2 separate regions of the Zea mays genome follow, and region 1 is linked to region 2. A link is a contact called in public Hi-C data. All regions are on one chromosome and are shown on one strand. Each heading gives the region's core, a stretch centred on a gene start, on an enhancer-like site or on the middle of the called end of the contact. The rest is flanking DNA. Distances are from core to core; before and after follow the strand shown. Region 1 has its middle 35 kb from the start of LOC541626. Region 2 holds the start of LOC541626 (ferredoxin).

What was found. Hi-C and Micro-C count contacts between places; a contact is called where the count stands out from the background.
Region 1: a Hi-C map of leaf shows a contact between it and region 2, with 6 times the contacts expected there. The contact joins the enhancer-like site here to the promoter of LOC541626 in region 2. A contact is called at or near these places in 6 of 25 Hi-C or Micro-C datasets (bundle sheath, ear, leaf and 1 more).

What each region holds. Positions count from the first base shown.
Region 1 is chr3:149,391,213-149,397,483 of Zm-B73-REFERENCE-NAM-5.0, reverse strand. No RefSeq gene overlaps it. Among protein-coding and RNA genes, the nearest start is that of LOC541626, 35 kb to the right of the region's middle. Within about 2 kb of position 1,828, at least 15 of the 20 cell types and tissues checked have an H3K27ac peak or open chromatin away from gene starts, as enhancers often do. A contact at or near this core is called in bundle sheath, ear, leaf and 1 more, where this site is marked.
Region 2 is chr3:149,354,777-149,361,293 of Zm-B73-REFERENCE-NAM-5.0, reverse strand. It overlaps LOC541626 (ferredoxin), which reads left to right and starts at 1,958. Exons shown (of 7, transcript NM_001111381.1): 1 at 1,958-2,550; 2 at 2,635-2,768; 3 at 2,857-2,935; 4 at 3,029-3,120; 5 at 3,221-3,298; 6 at 3,410-3,707; 7 at 3,834-4,187. The coding sequence starts at 2,193. The coding sequence ends at 3,901.

The sequences.
Region 1 (6,271 bases), core at 579-3,078, 36 kb before region 2:
CTCCCGCGTGGACGCTTGTAACCCCCTACTGCAAGCGCACCCGACCTGGGCGCGGGACGAACACGAAGGTCGCGAGATTTCCACCTCTCTCACGCCCATCTCCGGCCACCTCACTTCCCCCTTCGCGCTCGGCCTCGCGTCGACCCAAATGGGCTGGGGCACGCGGCGACATTCACTCGTCAGCTTAGGGACCCCCCGGTCTTGGAACACCGACAATTAATGAGTCAGCTTGGTTGTTAACGAGTCAGCTCGTATCTTAAATGAGTTATATGTAACAATTGATGAACATGTTATATGTATGTGTGATGTCTATGGTCTATAAGTTAAACTAATGATTGATGAACTTTGTCTATGTGTTAAATTGGTCTGTGCGAATATAATTGTGGGTTAATCTGATGGATATGTGTGTGAATTGTGAATTGATGAGTTGTGTTAATTTGGTGTTATATTGTTGTGGTATGCGAAACTATGAGTATAATTACTATTTTCTATTGTTAAAATAGTTTGGAATTAACTAGAAATTGATTATTATGTATATATTGTTTTTTCTATTCTATCTCGCAAGCTAAACGAGACAACTTAACGAGCCGAGCCAGCTCGAACTCAAACGAGCTGAGCCGAGCTGGCTCGATATCGAGCCCTAGCTGCATGCGGCCATGCACGCGGTCATGTCCTTGTCTTCTAGAACGTACGAAAAACAGGGGCTGACCCTCATCGCCGCGGGCTCATCGCGGGCGCTTCTCCGGCATTGGCGTGCTTGCTAGCGCGGGCACGAAAACTTCTGTGGGCGGCGCAGCCTCCGAGGTGGAAGTGGTTCGCCGGGCGAGAGGCTCAGCACCTCAAGTCTCTCCACGACAGTGAGGTCATTCATAGGGTCCATGCCACGCTGGACTCCTTCCTTCCGGCACAGGCACGACTGCCCGTGCGCGGCATAGTCCCGACATGTGTGCCTCAAGAGCGGGTGCGCGGTCAAGGCCTCGGGTGCGGCGTGTGGCCGTGTGCAGCGACAGTTCTAAGCATGCCTTGGTTTCTCTTCAACGAGAAGAGAAGATTGGGAAAAAAATTGCATATGACATATCGTGCCATTGCGTAGAGGAATCGAAGATTGTCGCGTAGAACAGTTCGTCTAGGCCAAAGAAACTACCGTCTTGATAGAGAGTTGATGCAGATATGATCTCGCAGCAACGTCGAGATAGAGCGTACTGATAACGTGTTGAGAACTACGTTACCGTGGATCAACAGATCCGCTCCTTTTCTTCCCATCAGCAGATCAGGCGCGATAAGTTGTGGAAGATCTATATCCTTTCCGAGAAGAATGACATAGGAAACACGTGAGAGACAATATGTGGGGTTGGGCTTCTAGTCTCTTTCTATTCTCTATTTCATATGAGATGGTACAAGTTTTGTATAGAGAGATGTGATACCCTCCGAGTTATATTTGGTATGAGCCCACCAAACCTTAGGGTATGGTTTCTTAACAAAATCAAGCCTAATAATAAGACTTTTAATACAACTCATCTAATTATCATGTCTATATAATATTTCAAACGTCAACAGTCTCATCGTACTAACCTTTTTGTTGTTGTTGTTGTTGAGACGGTTCATCGCTCTAACTGCAACAAGAAAGTTCCTAGTACTATGTTGCAGACTGTGCTGGTCCATCGAATTCGAATGTCTGTCTGAACCATGACGAGAGCGAACTGAAAGTCTGAAACTGGCCTTGGGCCAGCTGCCTAGGAATGGATTCCCGACTCCATCCCGAGCTTCTTGACTCACATACGGGCCTTAGTTGAGCTGAGCACACGGCGAAGTCTGGAACGCCAACTGGGCCCCTATATCTTAAAGAAGGCCCAGGACCTATTATTTTGCACGGACCGTGCAACCTTATAAGTAGAGGTAGAACATAGTAATCTAGACGCCAGCTCCTCTTCTCCAACCATCTCCACCATCGCCGTTGTCTGGCAAACATGTCCCTACTCCTTCACACCCGAGCAGCAGGCTGCCGGCGCCGCAGCGTTCACGTCCGTCTGCCAGACCTGAGGCATCGTAGCGCCGAACCAGGCCAAATTCTGTGCGCACTGCCTCCGCGCGCGCAACGCCATCGCGGAGACCGTGATGGGCATGGCGGATCGCGCTACTCGACATCATCAGCATGCGCCTCGCCGTGATGGGCATGGCGGAGTACGACCAGTACAGGTTTGAGCCCCTGCTCAGCAGCCGCCGGCTCGTGGAGTACGTCGTGCTCAACATGGAGCTGGAGCTGGAGCATCGCGTGCTCGGTGTGCTCGGCCCGATGGACCCGATCGCATTATGGGCCCAGGTCGCCCGCGCGTCGGACTTTGGCAAGAACGACACCGTCTTCTCCGCGAAGGCGCGTCCGCGCGTATCGGCTGGCAGCTGGAGCCTGGGGACCATGTGGCATGTGCTAGGGTACGACCTCTGCAGCGTCAGCTCTTGCAACAACCACGACCTGGAGAGCTATGGGCAGCGCCATGAAGATGATGCGGGGGCAGGACGGCAGCGCCAGCGACCGAAGCTGCGCTGAGATTGAAGAACTTGCCATGGCTATCGGATGCATTGAGCTGAATCCGTCCGACGACAATGAGCTCGATGAGCTGCTCGAGGATCTCTCCATTTGATCGGTCGGCTGTGAGTTGCATATGCATGCTCGATCTGATTGCTTTATCGCATCTGGATGTGTCGTTTGAATGCTTTATCCTAGTTGACCATAAATTGCTTATGCACTTTAGTGTCTCGTTGTCAGATTAAATTTGAAGATCTTTAATTTGATATATAATTCAATCCATTATAGCCAGGGCGGACCCAGCCAAAAAACTAAGCCGGGGCATACTTCTAGCCCCATATGAAATTTAGCTGAACATGTACATGAGTGAGGGCCTCTAATTTTCTTGAGATAGGACACTAATGGTGAAAATTTGTCTACTAACTATAGTTAACAAATTTTGAGCCGGAGCCTGTGCCCTCGCTGAGACCAACATGGGTCCGCTCCTTATTATAGCTAGAGCAATATGCTTAATTGTTACTCCTTCCATCCCAAATTTAAATTCATTTTATCTTTTTATATATTCATACAATAGTTAATGTATGTGTTCTATATGTTTACCTAAATTTATTGTCGTCCACATGAATATATACATAAGCTAAATGATTGCTATTTTAAAATTGAGGAAGTACTATCTATCTTTTGGACTCATGTTTTGGGTCCCAGGCCAAAATAACGCACTCTTGGCCTGTTGGGTGTAGAGAAGCCCAAAGTAAGCACTTTTTTTCTAATGAGCTAAATTTTAGTCATTTTACGAGCTACAGATGTAAACAGAAAAAGCTAAAAGTCACTAATTAAAATGATAGTCATTTCTGTTTATTTGATGGTTTCTAAACTTTACTCACTTATTTTTAGCTCATGGGATATAAACATGTCCTTACATGGATTGATAACTTAGGTAGTGTTTGGATGAATGGATGAGGAAGGATGAAGAGAGGGATGAGGTGAGATCATTCTAACTTAACTCATGTTTGGTTTAGAGGTCCAGAGTCAGAGTCAAGGAATATTCTTTAAAAATAGTGGATGAGACCATCCCTCAAAAATTAAGGGATGGGGTCAACCCAGGGTTAATCCCGTTGAGTGAGGGGCGGGTGAGGACTGAGGAGTAGGGGCGTGCTAACGAGTGAGGATCGTGGATGCAGAGATAGGACGGAGCGCAACGGGTCCAAAATTAGAGAGCTTATTAGGGTTGGATTCCCATATCGATTTGCCCAAAATTTATAAAACATGATCTCTCTTGTTGGAAACTATTTTGTAGTCTCGAGTTCTATATATTTGAAGATAGGATCTAGTTTATATCTATGTTGAAGATGCTCTAAGAACCTTACAAGGCCTTTAACAGAGCAGTTTTGGAGAGAGGACGGAAATCTGCAAGAGATAGACGCTAGTAGAAAAAGGCTCAAAGCCTGCGGTGCAATATAATTTTATGGGCGAATTCGGTTATCAACCGTCTGTGTTATTTTTAGTGACGGTTCCTTAACAAAACCACCACTAAAAATCGTATTTCTACAGACGGTTCCTTAAGAAAACCGCCTGTAAAAATCCATGATTTCTAGTGGCGTTTTTTAAAGAAACCGCATGTAGAAATTGTCGGCGTTTCGACCCCGGGGAGTCCCTGGACCGACGAGTAAATTGTCGCCGCGTGTCCCAGCCCAGATGGGTCGGCGCGAGACGGAGCACGAAGGGGGGAAGGAGACAGGCAAAAGGGGGGGAAACCCGCGGCCTTCGTGTTGTCCTGCGCCCAGCTCGGGTGCGCTTGCAGTAGGGGGTTACAAGCGTCCGCGTGGGAGAGAGCGAGGGACTTACGCGTCGGCCCGTTCTCCCGCACGGCCAACCTTCTCGTACGAGAGCCCTGGACCTTCCTTTTATAGGCGTAAGGAGAGGGTCCAGGTGTACAATGGGGGAGTAGCAGTGTGCTAACGTGTCTAGCAGAGAGGAGCTAGAGCCCTAAGTACATGCCGTCGTGGCAACCGGAGAGGTTTTGGCACCCTGTTCATGTGATGTCGTGGTCGTCGGAGGAGCGCTGGAGCCTTGCGGAAGGACAGCTGTTGGGGCTGTCGAGTCCTTGCTGACGTCTCCTTGCTTCCGTAAGGGGCTGAGAGCCGCCGTCGTCATGGAGCACGCGGGGCGCCATCATTATTTGTTTACCGGGGCGAGCCATATAGGACACCGGTCTTGTTCCCCGTAGCCTGAGCTAGCTAGGAGTAGGGTAATGATGGCCCCCCTGTGACGTGGTCGGTCCGAGCCCTTAGGTTGGGCGAGGCAGAGGCTCCTCCGAGGTCGAGGTCGAGGCCGAGCCCTGGGCTCGGGTGAGGCGGAGTTCGTCGTCTTCCGGAACCGAGGCTGAGTCTGAGCCCTGGGGTCGGGCGAGGCGGAGTTCGTCGTCTTCCGGAGCCGAGGCCGAGTCTGAGCCCTGGGGTCGGGCGAGGCGGAGTTCGTCGTCTTCCGGAGCCGAGGCTGAGTCCGAGCCCTGGGGTCGGGCGAGGCGGAATTCGTCGTCTTCCGGAGCCGAGGCTAAGTCCGAGCCCTGGGGTCGGGCGAAGCGGAGTCCGTCGTCTTCCAGAGCCGAGGCTGAGTCCGAGCCCTGGGGTCGGGCGAAGCAAAGTCCGTCGTCCAGCATCGAGGTTGAGCCCGAGCCCTGGGGTTGGGCGAGGCGGAGCTTCCTATGGTGCCCGAGGCTGGACTTAGCTGCTGTCAGCCTCACTCTGTCGAGTGGCACAGCAGTCGGAGTGACGCAGACGGCACTGTTTTCTTGTCAGGTCGGTCAGTGGAGCGGCGAAGTGACTGCGATCACTTCGGCTCTGCCGACTGAAGAGCGCGCGTCAGGATAAGGTGTCAGGCCATCCTTGCATTAAATGCTCCTGCGATATGGTCGGTTGGCGTGGCGATCTGGCCAAGGTTGCTTCTCTACGAAGACTGGGCCTCGGGCGAGCTGAAGGTGTGTACGTTGCTTGAGGGGGCCCTCGGGCGAGACGTGAATCCTCCGGGGTCGGCTGCCTTTGCCCGAGGCTGGGCTCGGGCGAGGCGAGATCGTGTTCCTTGAGTGGACTGAGCCTTGACCTTAATCGCACCCATCAGGCCTTTGCAGCTTTGTGCTGATGGGGGTTACCAGCTGAGATTAGGAGTCTTGGGGGTACCCCTAATTATGGTCCCCGACAGTAGCCCCCGAGCCTCGAAGGGAGTGCTGATACTCGCTTGGAGGCTTTTGTCGCACTTTTTTGCAAGGGGACCGGCCTTTTCTCGGTTGCGTTTTGTTCCGGTGGGTGCGCGCGAGCGCACCCGCCGGGTGTAGCCCCCGAGGCCTCGGAGGAGTGGTTTGACTCCTTCGAGGTCTTAGTGCGTTTCATAATGCTTCGGCCGGTCTGGTTGTTCCCTCATGTGAACTGGCCGTAGCCCGGGTGCACAGTCGAGTCCCAAGTTCTCGGGCTGGTATGTTGACGCTGTCAACGGTTTGGCCGGAGCCGGGTTTGCGAGAGCAGCCCCCGAGCCTCCACTCAGAGCGAGAGGACGGTCAAGGACAGACTCGACTTTTTTCATACGCCCCTGCGTCGCCTTTCCGCAAGGAGGAGGGGGGGGGGGAAGCGCCATGTTGCCCTCGGAGGGCGCCGAACATGGTGTCTCCAGTGAGTTGCTAACGGGTGATCCGAGTGGACGCCCGTGCCCCATTCGTTAGGGGTCGGCTAGTGGCCCGGAGGCGCGCTCCAAAAG
Region 2 (6,517 bases), core at 709-3,208:
TGCTGGGACTTCTGCCTGACGGCCGGACGGTCCGCGCCCTGGGGCCGGACGGTCCGCACGTACGCAGGGACGGCGGAAGATCGCCGACGGCGCCTGGATCTCGCTCCCGGGAGGGACCCCGTCGGGGAGTAGAGATCCTAGGTGGTGTCTAGGCTCGGGCAGGCCGACCTAGACTCCTCTAATCGACGTAGAGTCGAGGAGAGACGGAGAATTTGGGGATCGAGTGGCTAAACCTAAACTAGACTAGAACTACTCCTAGGATAAAATGCGAATGAAAGTTGTATTGATTCGATTGTTGATTATTCCAAATCGGCCGTAGACCTCTCTATTTATAGAGGAGGGGGGCTAGACCCTTTACACAACTGATTCCGAGCTAATCCCGCGAATATAGCTAACAACCGTAGCACAAAACTCGGAACCCTAATCTGTTCTGCGCACGTGCGGACCGTCCGGCCCACAGGCGCGGACTGTCCAGACCGCGGACCGTCCGGCCTCAGGGCCGGACCGTCCGCAACTCTCTTTTTTGGTTCGAACAGCATGCATGTACAACTAATACATGAATACATCAAAAGCAATTTTAGATGAAAAGTGCTGAGTTGCGTTGCGTTGCGTTGCATGTTTGTGGCCTGGACGGGACCGGGAGCCGGCAACTGGGCGGACCGGGCGGCAGGGTCTCAAAAAGAAAGAAAGAAAAAACGGTTTTGATGCGCTGCTGGGTCCACTCCACTTTCAAGAAAAACCGGTTTCTAGTTGCCTGGCGGAGCGCATGCATGTGATTCTCAAATCGCCAAAGATGTCTGTCTTGTAGCCGACCCAGCCACTTGCTGCTCACCTCGTCTCTCTTCCACTCGTCTCCTCTCCTCTTGCAATACATACATAACACACCCAATCCTCTCGCATCCTCTCCGGTATCGAGGTATGTCTATCGCGTCAATCTATCTGGCGCGACAAGGTAGATTTAAGGGGTGTTTAGTTTAATGAATCATTATATCCAAATTAAGATAGTGCATTATGGGTTTATTCCTCAAATTTAGTGGGATAACCTCATTCCCCATATTAGTACTAACTAACTAACTATGAGTAATGAGGTGGTGATGGATCAACTTATTCCAATCCACAAATCTAACAAAAATATTGAAGAGTGAGAAGATAATGGACTAGCTTATTCCTCAAACCAAACACCCTATTAGGGTTTGTTTGGTCCTAGGAACTAAGTATTAGTCCATCTATTTTAGTCTTATTTAATCCCTAAATTGACAAAGAGTGGAAATAAAACGGAAAAAACTGTTGTAGTCCCTAGTCCTTAGTCTCGTTTAATGTGTATTGAATGTTTTTAGTCCCTAAAATCAAACATGATAAAAACTAAGGTCTGTTTAGATCTCATGTGCTAAACTTTAGCAAAATGCTGAAATTTAGCACATCTTGAGAAACTTAAACTGTTATTATTGGATGCTCAAGTTTATCTTCACTTTTAGCAGTTATTTTTTGGATGACCGAGTGCCAAATTTAGTTAAAAAGTATAGTGCTAAACTTTAGCACCATTGATCTAAATAGACCCTAAACTTTAGTCGAGACTCGACTAAAGAAATCAAACGAGCTTTTATCACAACAGATCTTGACACAATGAAACAGATGATATTTATAAGAATAAAAACACAGTTAAAACTAGCTTTAAATTTTCTTTCAAAAAGTTTTAACAAAAAACCGATATTTATAAGGATCAGTCCAGATACCCTGTCCCCGTCAATTCCCGTTGGGGCGTTGCATACATCGCCGTCGCCGCCTGTCTCGTATCGTACCCAACCGACCCGACCCTGTAAACCCTTTTTTCCCTGCGTTTGCTAGAGTCCACGACAGCAGCGTACATGGCCACGTAGCGCCGCCTCATTGGCCTGGAGCACTGCTAAGCTGTCAAAGAGGGGGGAGAGAGAGAGAGACAGACACAGGCAGTGAGTGGGCAGCAGCCACTCGCTCTCCCCACCTCGTCTCTCTTCCACTCATCCCCTCCCTCGCCCCTTCGCCTCGCCTCTCTTCTTCGGATCGAGCAGCAGTACTGCACTGCATGCCGCCGATACAAATCCCATCCTCTCCCTCCTCTACTGCACCTGCACCACAGTAGCTAGCTAGCTATCTTTGCTACGGCGGCTCTGTAATCTGGTCCACTAGCGCTCCATTCGACCCCACCCACAGCCATGGCTGCCGTGACCGCGGCGGCCGTCTCTCTGCCCTCCTCCTCCTCCTCCCCTGCCGCCGCCAAGGCCAAGGCGTCCGCGTCCGCGTCCCCGTCGTCTCCATGCGGCCACCTCCAGTTCCCGCGGCGGCACGGCGGCCCGCGCGCGGTGCGGCTGCGCGTGCAGGTGTCCACCACCGAGACCGCGGAGGCGGAGCCGGTCAAGAAGCTGGAGAAGGTGTCCAAGAAGCAGGAGGAGGGGCTCGTCACCAACAAGTACAAGCCCAAGGAGCCGTACGTCGGGAGGTGCCTGCTCAACACCAGGATCACCGGCGACCAAGCGCCCGGGGAGACGTGGCACATGGTCTTCAGCACAGAAGGTAGGTAGCTTACCTAATTAGTAGCAGTAATCTAGTGTTAGTTAGGATAAGGTAAGGTGATGTATTGGGTGGTCGTGCATGCAGGCGAGGTCCCCTACAGAGAGGGCCAGTCCATCGGCGTCATCGCGGATGGCGAGGACAAGAACGGCAAGCCGCACAAGCTCAGGCTCTACTCCATCGCCAGCAGCGCCCTCGGAGATTTCGGCGACTCCAAGACGGTGAGCCAATGATTAATACAAATTAATTAATTAATTATATGTATGTATCACCATTAAGATAGCTATGGCAACTTTTGTTGATGTGCAGGTGTCGCTGTGCGTGAAGAGGCTGGTCTACACCAACGATCAGGGGGAGGTCGTCAAAGGAGTCTGCTCGAACTTCCTCTGTCAGTTGTCTAGCTTTAATTTCCGCCATGTCTCAGTTCTTCCATGCAGACTAATATATTATATACTAAGCATATATATACATACTAATGCAGGTGACTTGAAGCCAGGCGCTGAGGTGAAGATCACAGGGCCAGTGGGCAAGGAGATGCTCATGCCCAAAGACCCCAACGCAACAATCATCATGGTGAGTAGAGTTAGAGTCAGCTCATCCATCCATCTAGCTAGCTATCCCTCCATGAAACCGCTTATCATCTCGCACTGGTAAATCCTGATGTGTTCATCAGCTCGCAACGGGTACCGGCATCGCTCCGTTCCGCTCCTTCTTGTGGAAGATGTTCTTCGAGGAGCACGAGGACTACAAGGTCTCAAACTCTCAAATAATTAATCAAACAACAACAGAGACAGACAGACAAATTGATGAAATGAACTAATTAATTAATGAACTGAATCTATATCCAACATGATATACATAGTACACCGGGCTGGCGTGGCTGTTCCTGGGCGTCCCGACCAGCGACACCCTGCTGTACAAGGAGGAGCTGGAGAAGATGAAGGAGATGGCGCCGGACAACTTCCGGCTGGACTTCGCGGTGAGCCGGGAGCAGACGAACGCGGCCGGGGAGAAGATGTACATCCAGACGCGCATGGCGGAGTACAAGGAGGAGCTGTGGGAGCTGCTCAAGAAGGACAACACCTACGTCTACATGTGCGGGCTCAAGGGCATGGAGAAGGGCATCGACGACATCATGCTCGACCTCGCAGCCAAGGACGGTAAGCTGTCTGTCATCGCTCTTGTCCTTCGTTTTTGTGCTCGATATGAACAAGTAGCTAGCTAACTAACGTAACCTTTCTTGCTGCATTGGTTTGGTTATCATCATCATCATCATCATCCGTCAGGGATCAACTGGTTGGACTACAAGAAGCAGCTCAAGAAGAGCGAGCAATGGAACGTCGAAGTCTACTGATGATGATCCTTCATTGTATTGTTCAGCTCAAGCAATCTGGTGGTGATGAGTTTGCATTGCATTGTACGTAGTATTGCGGAGATCAATCGAATCGTTTGGCTCGTCGTCATTCTATCGATGTACATACATTATATATGATGAAAGACATATATAATCGTTTCTTTCAGGAATTTGTTGTCTCTCTGCACGTGAATTTGTTGCGAGAAAGAAAGGACACACATTAGCCTTTTCTTTATTAGGGCAATTATGAATTATACCCTTCTCTGATTCTGATTTTACTTTTTTCAACTTTGTGATTTCACCTTTCTGTTTCGACAACGAAGCTATCGTTTGCCCTTCCCTCTTAACACCATTAGCGAAAATCACAAAGTTGATAAACGGTGTTAGTGAGAGAGATAAACGGTGGCTTCATTTTCAAAATAGTGAGCTAAAATCACAAAGTTGATAAACGAGGAGTAAAATCACAATTACAGAATTAGAGAAGGGGTATAATCACAATTGCTCCAAGTAGAGGTCTGAGACCGAGAGAAGCGTGGAAGCTATAACAAACACTTCGGAGAATTCAAGTATATTCTAGATCCAAATTCACTTCTTTTCCGACGATAAACCTCTGTCAAACAGTATCCACCACAATACAATACTCCCTCCTGTAGCGGCAAGCGCGGTACTGCTTGCATTGCATAGGTGGGTTGCATTGCATCCTTGCAGCAAAACGACTGATGGATGGCGCACCACATCGTTCGTATATGCTTCTAAAGCATCCATCCACCAGAATACCAGATGCAAGAAGACACCCGGGTGCAGCCTAGATCCCCATCACACCAGATGCAAAAAAAGACATCCGCATGCAGCTACATGTAACGATCCCATTTAATGTTATATAAAAATTTCTCTCTTTTTTTTTCCTGCAATAGCCTCTACACATCACGGCCTAGAAATTATGAATTTGGGCCGTCTCTACGAGTCATATGATTTTTTTTCACGAGAAGCACGTAATTCGTCAACCTGTTCGTTTGGGTTTAGTCTATATCGAATTCTACTACTCCTACAATATTTTTTCTCTGTATATTATAACTGCAGCAGCAGTACAAACAACTAGCTTTAATCTGAAGCCAACAACTTACGTAGCCGTAGGGGCTCACATCACGCATATCTCCCCTAACACAACCTAAGTCATATATGGGGTGTCTGATTTCTAAAGACTATTTTTAGTCTCTCCATTTTATTTTATTTTAGTCATAAATTATTAAATATAAAAACTAAAATTAAGTTTTAGTTTCCGTATTTAGCAATTTAGAACCTAAAATGAAATAAAATGACAGGACTAAAAAATAGTCTCTAGAAACAAACACCCAATGTTCATCATCCTCATTTTATTATCGTCCAATTTTGCAATGAGTATTTAAGATCTTTAATGAATCCAAATAAAAAGGTTTTTGACGGGGCCGTCATCGAGGTTACTAGACTATTTGGCGCCCACTTGCGCGCCCTACAGTTACAGGTGCAAGTATCATTCGCTAGAAGCTTAACCAAAGCTATAAATAGCACAATATTATCTCTTGTTACGATATAAAGAAATAAAGCACAAATAACACACGGCACAATAATATAAAGCCGTTGCTGTAATAGTTAACAACTTCGCAAACTTAGCGGATATGTCCAGAACATATATTACCATCCTCACTGGACCTGGAGCAAAAAAAAAAAGGTCAGCGGACAGTTGATGGCATGAAAATATATGTATGTTATGACCGGCATCAGCGCCAAATTATAGATAACTCCAACAGTGAGCAGCCATATTGCCCGGTCATTTCCATTCTTGTATTTTACATGGTCCATGACAGACTTGTTGTTTACAACAAAGCAGCTAAAATGGTTGTGGCTGTTGGCCCAATTAGCTTTCTCGCCAAATCACCTGGCCGCTGCCCGTCGATTCCCTCGCGTGGTTCGAGCTGACGGTTGCTTCCAAAAGGAATGGCTGGCGTGCCTAGGCTAGCTAATTTATCGGTTCTCTCTCCTCCCATGTAATTTGGCTGGGCTGGATAGTTGGGCTATTGGAGCCGCTACAGTACTAAATGACTAGGTAAATTAGCTTTGTATTGCCAAATAGCTGCCCTGTTGGAGCCAATCTTAGAAGCTATTAGATAGGAGTTAGATACATATAAGATAATAAGCTATTAGATAGGAGTTTGTTAGATAAGATAAGATAAGATGAGAGGATGGACTATTAAACAACTCTGTACAACTCTATTTGAAATGAAGCAAAAGCACATATTTGTCGACGACTTCCCTCCGGGAGCCGGGAGCCCTAGTCGCCACCCCTTCTCCCTCCTCGCCCTTGCAACCTAATCCCATGAACAGCACTCGCGAGTACTACAGCACCGGTGTTGTAGTGCCACCTCTCGCTCTCTCTCGCCAACAGCCACGGTATCTTTAAACCATACCTAGCCATGCCCTACAACGTCTCATCCCTACAATCTACGCCGTCTCCTTGGTAGGGACTCCAATCCTATCGGTGTATCTATAATAGATTTCAAAAAAGGCAAAAAAAAGGATTATAGGCTAGTTAAGACACTAAATCCAAAATTGATAACCATCATTGAGACTAATCTAAAA